Linked DNA regions of Mus musculus: region 2 is linked to region 1. A link is a contact called in public HiChIP or PLAC-seq data. All regions are on one chromosome and are shown on one strand. The core of a region is the stretch at or near the end of the contact, and the rest is flanking DNA. Distances in the headings are between cores, read along the strand shown. Region 1 holds the start of Baz1a (bromodomain adjacent to zinc finger domain 1A). Region 2 holds the start of Ralgapa1 (Ral GTPase activating protein, alpha subunit 1).

Region 1 (5,195 bases), core at 1,988-4,487:
TGAGCTTGAATAGCAAATCTTTGTTGTTTTCCTTTTTGTTGTTTGTTTGTTTTGCTTTTTTGTTTTTCGAGACAGGGTTTCTCTGTCCTGGAAATAGTGCTGTAGGCCAAGCTGGCCTCAAACTCACAGAGATGTACCCACATCTGCCTCTGGTATTAAAGGCATATGCCACCACCACCACTGCTGGGCTTGAAGAGCAAATCCTAAGTACACAATAAGAGCAGGGAGTGTCATTTTTGGACCATTGAACAGAATGGTGGCATCTATACTTCCTGATTCAGATGCTGGTGTCTTACCTACATAACTTCCCCAGCCTCAGTGTCTTCATCTGCAAAACCAAAAGACAAACTGTGCTAAGCTTGGGATGAAAACCCTATGATTCGTTTAAAGTCTGCAGTATAAGCATTTGGGAAAACATGAACTATCATTGTGTTACTGATGGCTGTAGACAATTCTTCCACATTTACTAACATCTTATACTTCCTAATTCTAACGAGAAGAGGCTGGATAACATTTTGAATCAGCCTGCTGTGGTAGCTCTCCCCTTTATGTCCAGCACCCTGGAAGCAGAGGCAGTTGGATCTCTGTGAATTTGAGGCCAGACGTTTCTACAGAGCGAGTTCCAGGACAGCCATGACTCTGTTAGACAAAGAAACGCTGTCTCAAAAAAACAAACAAAAAAACAAAAACAAAAACAAAAAAAACCCAATCAACCAATCAACCAACCAACCAAAAAACAATCTGCATCAGTATTTTCTAAACACTCACAGGTGATTCTCCTGGGCAGCAGAGGTCTAGAACACACCTAAGCTCTGCGCTGTTCTTCACATGGGAGGCCCTCAGTCTGATATGAGAACAGTGGCTCTAGACCTCTGAGGTCTGACTATAGATGAAAGATGTGTCCTGATCCACAGGCAGAGGATGAGAGAGAGCCTGGACCTTACCAGGGCTTTTCAAACCTTAAAGCACACCTCCAGTGGCACACTTCCTCCAACAGGGTCACGCCTCCTAATCGGTCTAATCTTTTCAAAGAATTTCACTCCTTGGTGACTCAGCATTCAAATATCTGAGCCTATGGGGGCCATTCTTATCCTAATGACCCCAAGAAAACAAACTTTTGTACATGATAATTTTAGTTTTCTAAGCTTACATAACACCTTCTAACAGTCACAAATTAAATAAACTATACATAAAACCCAGAACATAAGTATACTGAAAATTGAGTATGAGAACAGAAAAATCGATTTTGATAGTATTTATTTGATAGGTAAAAGAATAAAATCTTAATTTTGGGAGCATAATAAAATAATCTAAATAGTCAATATTTGTATTTATAATAAGAAAATAAACACTTGCTTTTAAATTTTTAAAGAAAAATTTAAAATCATATTTACTTATTGGAGTGGGGGGGCACACAAAAGAGGAGATCAAAGGACAATCTATGGGAGTGGGTTCTCTCTTTCCCCTATGTGGGTTCTGGAAATGGAACCTAGGTAGTCAGGTTTGGTGACAAGTGTCTTAATCCACAGAGCCATTTGCCTGCCTATCTCGATTTTCGATAATTTAACAATTTTTAAAATGTAGCAAATAGTAAGTTGAAAACTAGAAGTATTCAGAGAGTTTAATCCCTTTCTAGATTCCCACTTATTTTAACTTTTGGATTATATGCATACTGTGCTAATACAGACCTCAGGCTAGGGGCTTAGCATGCTTAGGCCCCTGGGTTCACCTATCTCTCTCTCTCTGTCTCTATCTCTCTGTCTCTCTCTCATGCACGCACACACAACACTCACCTTGTAAATTAAATTTTCTTCTTGCCCCTTGTTTAGGGGACTGTTGTAGGTGCTATTAATAACTACTTCCTAGAGAATTCTTACTATTATTCTGTATATTATTTGGAGGTCAATTTTTTAAAAGTTTTTTGTTTGTTTGTTTTTCGGGACAGGGTTTCTCTGTATAGCCCTGGCTGTCCTGGAACTCACTCTGTAGACCAGGCTGGCCTCGAACTCAGAAATTTGGAGGTCAATTTTCAAAACACCAAGTCTTTAAGTGTGTACTGTGTACTTCTCTGAAAAGCATACAGTCTTACGTATATACTTGCCACTGGGAGACTTGTAAGCTTCTGTGGCTATGCTCATGCAGAAATGTGTATGCACACACACTATTAACTGCTTTTTAGTGCCATAGAACAGACTTTCACCAAGTATTATTTTACTCGTTCTATAATCATAGTAGTTTGAGAAGTTCATAACTGGTAAATAGTCTTAAACACCACCACCCACATACAAATAGTTATAGAAGATCCCAGTTTTTAAAATCATTTCACAGCATTAGTAATTAGGAAAAAAAGTAACATTTTACTGGAAGACTATTCCTCAGTTATACTTTTAGACTCATTCTTACATGTTAATTTGCAAATAAGCAAATAGAGTGATGGCAAAAATTATTAAAAGTTGGTGAACATTCTGAATGACTTCTAACTTAGAATATCCTTTTCAATTCAAAAGTCCCAAGTCTTATAAGAATTAAATTTGGTTTCATTTGTGAAAATTACTGATATGGGAAAATTGTTTAATGAGACATCTCGGTAGTAAATTTAACATCGTTAGGACTCTAATTGAACTGAAAATTGACCTTAAGTTACTTGTAGATTATAAGTTACTTATACTTTTTAAAAATTCTGGGTTTAGTTTTAAATATGTAGGGGGATCATATAAGTGAGATGACATTTCAAACTTTTGTCTTTTCCTGAGCTATCAAACTCTTTGAATTGTTTTAAGTATCAAGAAGGACTGGTGTCAAAAAAAGTTCTTTCTTTCAAGATGGATGATTACGCATGCAAAATACTTTGAGGGTTTTAGCGATTTCGTTTCTTATTCTTCCTTTCTTCAAAACGCAATTTAAATCGGAGCCGGAATCCCCTTTTCAACTCAATAGCTGGGCGCTGGTGGCCCATTGGAAAAGATGAAGACTTTACTTTGTCTGCCATGTGTTTAAGGAACACTAGCGCTTTCCCCAGATCTTCTGGCCGATAATCTCAAACATGGAGGATGCTTCTGATTCCTCACGAGGGGTTGCTCCATTAATTAATAATGTAGCTCTCCCAGGCTCTTCGCCCTCTCTTCCTGTATCAGTGACAGGCTGTAAAAGTCATCCAGTAGCCAATAAAAAGGTAGAAGCGAGAAGCGAAAAGCTCCTCCCCACAGCTCTTCCTCCTTCAGAGCCGAAAGTAGCTCAGAAACTTCCCGGGAGCGCGGAGAGGCGGGGAAGTGCCGGCGGGACGCGATCCCCGCGCGGAGCCCGGCAGTGGCAGCGGGAGCGGCGGCGGCCGGGAGAGACTCCGGGGCGGGGCGGGCCGGGACCTCGCGGCGTTCCTCGTGGGAAGGTGCGGCGGCGGGCAAGTGCTCGCAGGTGAGGGGCTCGCCAGCCGGCGTCCCGGGGAACCGGGAACAAAGCGCGGCGGCGCCCGGGCTCCGTGGCCGCCTAGCCCCGGGGATGCGTCGAGCACGTTGCGAGTCCCGGGACCGGTGGTGCGGCGGCCCGGAGCGGCGCTGGGGGGTGGGGGGGGGAGCCGCCGCACCGCCCGCCGCCGGGCGTCCGCCCCATTGTGAGGCGCCCGCGGGGCGCGCCGGGGCCGCGGCCGCCCGACAGACTGGGCACCCCGGCGGCGGGGAGGACCGGACTCGTCTGTCACACAAAAGGCAGCCGAGCCGCCCCGGCGCTCCCCGACCTTACCGGCTTTCTCCTTTCCCTCCAATTTGCTAGGGGCGCGGGCGGACGCGCGCAGCCGGGAGATGCCGCTGCTTCACCGAAAGCCTTTCGTGAGGCAGAAGCCGCCGGGGGACCTGCGGCCGGACGAGGAAGTTTTCTACTGTAAAGTCACCAACGAGATCTTCCGCCACTACGAGTAAGGCCGGCCGCGCAGCGGGGACAGCCGCCCCCGCGCCCTTTTGTCTGTCTGTCTCCTCTTTCTCTCCCGGGGCTCGTGACGGGTGGCCGGGCCGCCCATCCCCCGCGCGCCGTGACCGCGTGGGGCGGCTGGCGGCGGGGCCCGCGGAGGCCGGCGACCGCTCGGAGCCGCCGCGCTCGCCCGGGCGGGCGGAAACTCCCCGCCTCGCCCCTCCCCGCCGTGGCCGCACGCGCTCGGCCGCCGGTTCCGGGATCCCCGCCGGGTCAGCCCGCGCGCCGCCCCGGTGCCTCAGCCCGGAGAGGGATTCTCCGAGCCCGAGGGCAGGAAGCGGGCTGGCCCCGGACTGGGTTTTTCGCGGTCGCGCGTGGCTTCTGACGTTTGGTAGTGGGAGGCTGCCGGGGCTGAGGTGGGGACGGGGCGGGAGTGGAGGCTCGCTCCGCGTTGGGGGCAAAGGGGTTACTTCACCGGCCGGGAGGACGGGGCCGGGGAGCGTTGGGGCACGGGTGTCCTGAGCGGCGGCCTCGCGTCCCGCGCCGCCTAGGCCTGGGAGTGTGCGACGAGAGCCACGCTCTGTCACCGCCTCTTCTTGGTGACTAAACTCCGGTCCCCGGGGAACTCGGCGTCTCCGCCCCCAGGAGACCTGCGAGGGAGTAGTCGAGCGGAGCGTGGGGAAAGGAGTGGGAGATAGCGGGGTCCCGGACGCCCCTGGTTTTCCTTTCGAGCACCAAGAGCTAGGCGGTGGGAGTTGGGAGAGGGGGGTTAGACAAGTTCAACTCCAGCTTCAGTTTGTCGCCTCCACCGCCACCTCCCCGCCCCAACACACACTCCCTCCTCTGGCTCATGTGGGCCGCCTGACATGTGCCACTGCTTTTGTTTTGATAAGAACCTGAAGCTGCTGCAGATGTAGCTTCAACTCCCAATTTTTTGTCATTGCTTGGTGTATCCAAGAGTTTCCGTGCGTGGCTCAGTGACACGAAGCAGCGACCGGTGTTTAAACAGACTCTTAAGTGAGAACCCGAATTGATCAGTCACGGGACATACACACACACACACACACACACACACAAGCCCTCTCGTTCTTTCTTTCTCCTCCACGCAGACTCTCTTTGTGGCTTAGAAACCGTATGTTAATAGCAACCGAATAGGTTGTGTGAAGGAGGATTTCTGAGTTTGGGGGCCTGAGAGAAAGGCTTGATCCAGGGATGTCTTTAGGCGAACTCAACAGCCAGCTGAGAAAGGAGTAGTGAGATTAGAAAAGTCAGTTCCAAGAAAGACCCTCCACTCC
Region 2 (5,498 bases), core at 2,007-4,506, 830 kb before region 1:
GAGTCATAATGTAAATGTCTGTCCTCTTCTACCGTGCGTGGTGCCATTCCTGGACTGGTTGTCCTGGGAGCTACATCAAAGCAGGTTGAGTAACGGTAAGCAGCACTCCACCATAGCTTCTGCATCAGGTCCTGCCGTCAGGTTCCTTCCCTAAATTCCTTTTATGAACAGCGATGCGGAAGTGAAAGCAAAATAAACCCTTACTTCTCCAAGTTGCTTTTGGTCAAGGTGTTTCATCATCCCAAACCCTAGGACAGAGAGAGGCATTTCCTCAGCTGAGATTCTCTCTTCCTAGATGATGTCAAGTTGACACTGGCACAACATATGACATCTAACCCACTGCTGCTGCTGCTGCTTACTTCTCTCTCTCTCTCTCTGACTCTCTGTCTCTGTCTATCTCTGTCTCTCTCTCTGTCTCTCTGTCTCTGTCTCTCTCTCTCTCTCTTTATTTATTCACTTTGGTTTCTCAAGACAAAGATCCTCTTTGTAGCCCTGTCTGTTCTGAAACTCACTCTGTAGACCAGGCTGTCCTTGAACTCAGGTGATGTCTGCCTCTGCCCCGAGTGCTGCTGGGATTTAAGGCACGTGCCACCACAGCGTGTCCATGGTAGAGGTTTTTGATGTATTGTCAGATCAAATGAAACTCCATTTTTCTCATATTCCAAAAGGCAGAAGGAAGAAATGGCTGACTGTGGTGTCCATTAGCAGACCAAAGTCTATGCTGGCCTCCAGGCTCCCTCAGAATCACAAGTACTCAGGACACATACGAAGTCCGTGCTGGCCGACATCCTGGCTCTTCTCACCTCCTCCCCTCCCCTCTCCTCTCCAGCTCACCAGCTCACAGGCTTATGTCCCCAGCTATTCATTCTCCTGCTATTTCTTCACATCACTCTCTGGTCTTCAGCACTTTCCCTTTCTCTCTCTTTCTCTATGCTCCTTCCCATCTCTATCTGCTCTGGTCCTGCTTCCCTCCTAGTCAGCTCCAGTCTGCCATCCATGTGCAGTCTATTACTTTCTCTCTCGGCTCTGGACAATGCCATGCTCTCATGTCTACAATAAAACCACACCATGGAGTGGTCATGTCATCAGTTTATACAGTTATAAACAATGCCTTAATATTTTACAAAACCTTATTTTTTCCTGACACTCTTTTTTAAAAGAGTTCTAAAAGTGGAACTTTTGAATCAGATTTGTCTTAGTTAGGGTTTCATTGCTGTAAAGAGACACCATAACCAAGGTAACTCTTATAAAGTCAGCTGATTGGGGCAGGGTTACAGTTTCAGAGTTTAGTCCTTTATCGTGGTGGGAATCATGGCAGCATGGAGGAAGACGGGGTGTTGGAGGAGCTGAGAGTTCTACATCTTGATCCAAAGGCAGCCAGGGGACTGGGTTCCACACTGGGCAGAGCTTGAGCATATGAGACCTCAAAACCCACCTCCACAACAACACAAGTCCTCCAACAAGGCCACACCCACTTCAGCAAGGCCACACCCACTTCAACAAGGCTACATCTCCTAATGGGCCAAGCATTCAAACACATGAATCTATGGGGACCATACCTATTCAAACCTCCGCAAGATTATGTAAACATTTTAAAGTATCCTGCTATTTTTCAGAAGCCTCCTACTAATTACTGCTATTCTTAATAGGCCGTGGGAGTTCCTACTGTTGCACTCACTGGTGAATTACTATTTGAAGACAAAGGCTACTGATAAAACAACACATCACTGTTTTTATGTACATTTCATGTATTCTGTAGATTTGATGTAAAATTCTAAAAGAAGGGAGCTGTAGAGATGGCTCACTAGTTAGGGGAGTATATGCTCTTGCAGACAACCCAAGTTTGATTTGCAGTACTGAGGCTGGGTGGCTCACAACTGCCTATAAGTACAGCCTCAAAAGGCATGTTTGTGTAGATGCTTGTGTGCATGCACGCACGCGCGCACACACACACATTCACACACACTCACAGATTCAAAATAAAAATCAATCAGCTCAGCAGTTAAGAGGACCTAGGTTCAATTCCCAGCACCTCCATGGCAACTTGCAGCTGTCTGTAACCCTAGTTCCAGGGGATCTGATACCATCTCACAGACATATATGTAGGCAGAACACCAAAATAAACAAACAAACAAGCTGGACAGTGGTGGCACACACTTTAATCTCAGAACTCTGGAGGCAGAGGCATGTGGATCTCTGTGAGTTCTAGGCCACCTTGATCTACAGAGTGAGTTCACAGCCAGGGCTACACAGAAAAACCCTGCCTTGGAAAACCAAAACGAAAAAAGCAAATGAATAAACAAACAAATAAAATAAATTATTTAAAGTCTCTAAAGAAAAATACAAACAAAATTGTCTAACAAATATTAATTCAGAGTGACGGAAGATAGATCAGCAGGGGACTGGGCACTAGGGACAGGCAAAGACAAAAAGCCAGAGTTTGTGATTACTACTTGTGTTTTGTAGTTTTTTGTTTTGTTTTGTTTTGTTTTGAGACATGGTCTAACGTAGCTGCCATTGACCTTGAATTATGTCTTCCCAAATCCTAGTATGACAGCAGAGCACTACCACACTTAGTTAATTGTTTTACTTGGATCTTACACAGCGTTCTTTGGATTTAGGTGAGTATTTCACATCTAAAGACAGCCTTCCTTTAAAATCATCCAGATTTCTTAATTTTTTTTCTCTGATATATGGTAGGATGCATTTACTTGTACAAGATATTTTATTTATTTATGTCTGTTTTCTTGGTGCTGGAGATCTGGTGCTAGAGCGAACTGCAGCTCTAGCCATGTGCATGTTAATTTAAAGGAAAAGGATGCAACACTCCCACGCATCTCTAAAGTACAGTACATTTTTAATCATTATTTTGCAAGACGCAGGAAGAATCCAAATTAGAAAGTGAACGGTTTGCAAAACACAGGAAATATCCAAATTAGAAAGTGAAATGACGTCAGAGCCAAGGCTTCAGAGCTAGTATCAAGCTGGCCTTGCACATCTGTTCTGATGTTTAAGTTACTCAGAGCGGTTTAAAGAGTGGAGATGAACGACTTTTTCAACAAAAACTCTAGGAACCGCTGTTTACAAGGAGCACACAGTAGACAACACCTTCCTTAACTTTCTTGCCCTTCTTCATTACTACAGACACAGGAAACCAAGAGGCTATAGAGGCAGGAATGAGCTCACGCTGACATGACGTCACGAGCACTTGACGTCAGAAGGCGGTTGCCACGGGGACCGTTCGCCACCGACGGCAGAGTCGTGAAACTCCATCACCACACGACTCGGTTTTGGCCTCCGCGGGGTTGAAGCTGCTAGAGACGCTTCAACCTTAAGGGGGCCTCAGGGAGAGAGGAGTGGCGCCGCGGCGGAGCGCTCCCTCTCCGCGGCTGTGGGGATTCCTGCCGCGGCCTGGGCGGCGGCGGCCGCTCCGCGTCTCCTCGTCGCTGCAGCGCGCGGGGCGGATCCGCCATATTGGAGCCGGGGCTGCAGGTTCCGTGCGGCGGCGGCGGCGAGAGGCGGGCCTGGCAGCGGGGCCCGCGCGGCAGCGGCGGACGCGGGGGAACGCATGAGCCGCCGCGGCTAGCCTCTTCCCCGCCCACCGCCTGCGCTGGGTCGTCGGGACCCGGCCGGGAGGGGCCGCGGCGGCCGCAGGATGTTCTCTAAGAAGCCGCACGGGGACGTGAAGAAGTCCACCCAGAAGGTGCTGGACACCAAGAAGGACGCGCTGACCCGCCTCAAGCACCTGCGCATCGTCATCGGTGAGGGGAGCCGCGACCCCGGGGCGCCGCCGCGGCGGCCTTGCTGCCCCCGGCCTGTCACCCCGCGAGCTCCGGGCTTCGCCCTCGCGACCTGGCGCGGTCGGGAGTGAGGGCCGGCGGCGCCTCTGCCCACGCGCGGGCGGGCGGCGAGGGAAGGGGACAGCTTGGCAGTTGGTACAAATCAGTCAGCACCAGCACGGAGAGACCCACGTTGGAGTTCCTGGTCTGATTGTTTAAAAAAAAAAAAATGACAGTCAGGCCAGAAACTTAAGTCCTTGATGAGACTTCAGGGACACTTGGCGTTGTGGGTAATGGTGTTTAGAGGGTGTGCTTGCCATCTGACTACTGCCATCCCCACCCGAGTGCAAAGCAAAGCAAAGCAAAGCGCTGGCTCGGCCAGTGGAACCCGTAGTCTTTCAAGTTTTTTTGGCAGGTGAGGGCCCTGGAGGAAGCAGTTGCACCTCTTTGGGAAGTGGGTGGTTCCTGAAGCTTGGGGAAAGAACCCCGCCCTATACACCCTGTTCTTCATTTGCTGTCCTTTAGGAAGAAAACTAATTATAGAGAAGAAGGTTCTCGTGAACGATACAGAATTAAGTTTTCATTAAAAATTTCTTACTCTCTGCCGTCTCATCAACTTTAGTGTCTCTGAAGACCGAAGCAAGCTAGATTTGGGATAAAGTGTTAAGCGAGGATTTTTGGATACTTGGTCATAGACAACTTGGATTTTTTTTTTTTTTTAAATGAAGAAATTTTGAGGTAAAAAGGAAAGTTGACCAGGGCTTAGACATATAGAATGACAATAGGATAGCTGAGGTTAGATCTCAGATGTCTGAATTCTAATTCAGAGTTTATCATCTCAAGCTGTCCTCCTAATTTCTGTCTGTTTTGGAAAGTGACTTATATGTTTAGTGGTGTGTCCTCTGTTTCATGGATGGATTTCTCTACTGTGTTGTGACTAATACCACCAATGATACCCAACATTTGTGTGGTGTTTTGCTGTCTACAAAGGGTCTCACATGAATTAGTATAATCCAACATGACCATCTGTCTAGAAATAGAGATATTATTTGCCATTTTAAAAAATATATAAACAAAAAAGTTGAAGATGGATGGAGCTGGTGGAGACTAACGACCACAACGAAGCCTAGATTTTCTGTCTCTGATTTGTTTTTCAGCCTTCCTACATGTCTGACAGCTAGTCTTAGTTATCACAAGTACTTATACCTGTGGTATAGTGAGAAAGCAATTAAATCCATCTTATGTAAACCATTTAAATATGGTAGAGGTTTTTAACATTTCCATTTTGGAGTTAAGTCATTGAAGATTTGCGTGAAAAGATATGCTGAGACACGCAAAGTCATCGGCACGTAAATGTATTACAAAATAACGGCCGTTTGAAAGTGGACACTTGGTGCAATCTGACTCTCACTTGAGACAAGCTGTAGATTGCATAAATGCAGTTGTAACTATAAAGCTGAGTTACAGCAGGGTATTGAGAGTTCCTAAATTACCTGCCACAGCATAGAGGGTTTTGTGGTTGTGTGTATGTGTGTAGTGTGTGCATGTGTGTTTCCTAACTTGGGAAACATCAGATGTATTACTACCACACATGTTGGATATTTTGTAGGACCTGGCTTCCTCAGTTCGAAAATGGAATACTTAAGAAAGCAAAAAAACCTTTTGCTTTCATAATTTAAGGAGTCTTTTAAGAATGAAATCACCAGGAATGTCTTACCT

Evidence for each region. HiChIP or PLAC-seq counts read pairs in DNA pulled down with a chosen protein or histone mark.
Region 2: a contact with region 1 is called in an H3K27ac HiChIP or PLAC-seq map of extraembryonic endoderm stem cells, with 9 times the contacts expected there. The contact joins the promoter of Ralgapa1 here to the promoter of Baz1a in region 1. A contact is called at or near these places in 2 of 115 datasets of contacts at active chromatin or transcription factors (embryonic stem cells and extraembryonic endoderm stem cells).

What each region holds. Positions count from the first base shown.
Region 1 is chr12:54,984,378-54,989,572 of GRCm38.p6, reverse strand. It overlaps Baz1a (bromodomain adjacent to zinc finger domain 1A), which reads left to right and starts at 3,237. Exons shown (of 27, transcript NM_013815.2): 1 at 3,237-3,411; 2 at 3,766-3,907. The coding sequence starts at 3,795. Gm51983 (a long non-coding RNA gene) reads right to left here. Exons shown (of 3, transcript XR_003950194.1): 3 at 4,924-5,195.
Region 2 is chr12:55,818,925-55,824,422 of GRCm38.p6, reverse strand. Ralgapa1 (Ral GTPase activating protein, alpha subunit 1) reads left to right here and starts at 3,256. Exons shown (of 42, transcript NM_001368814.1): 1 at 3,256-3,761. The coding sequence starts at 3,656.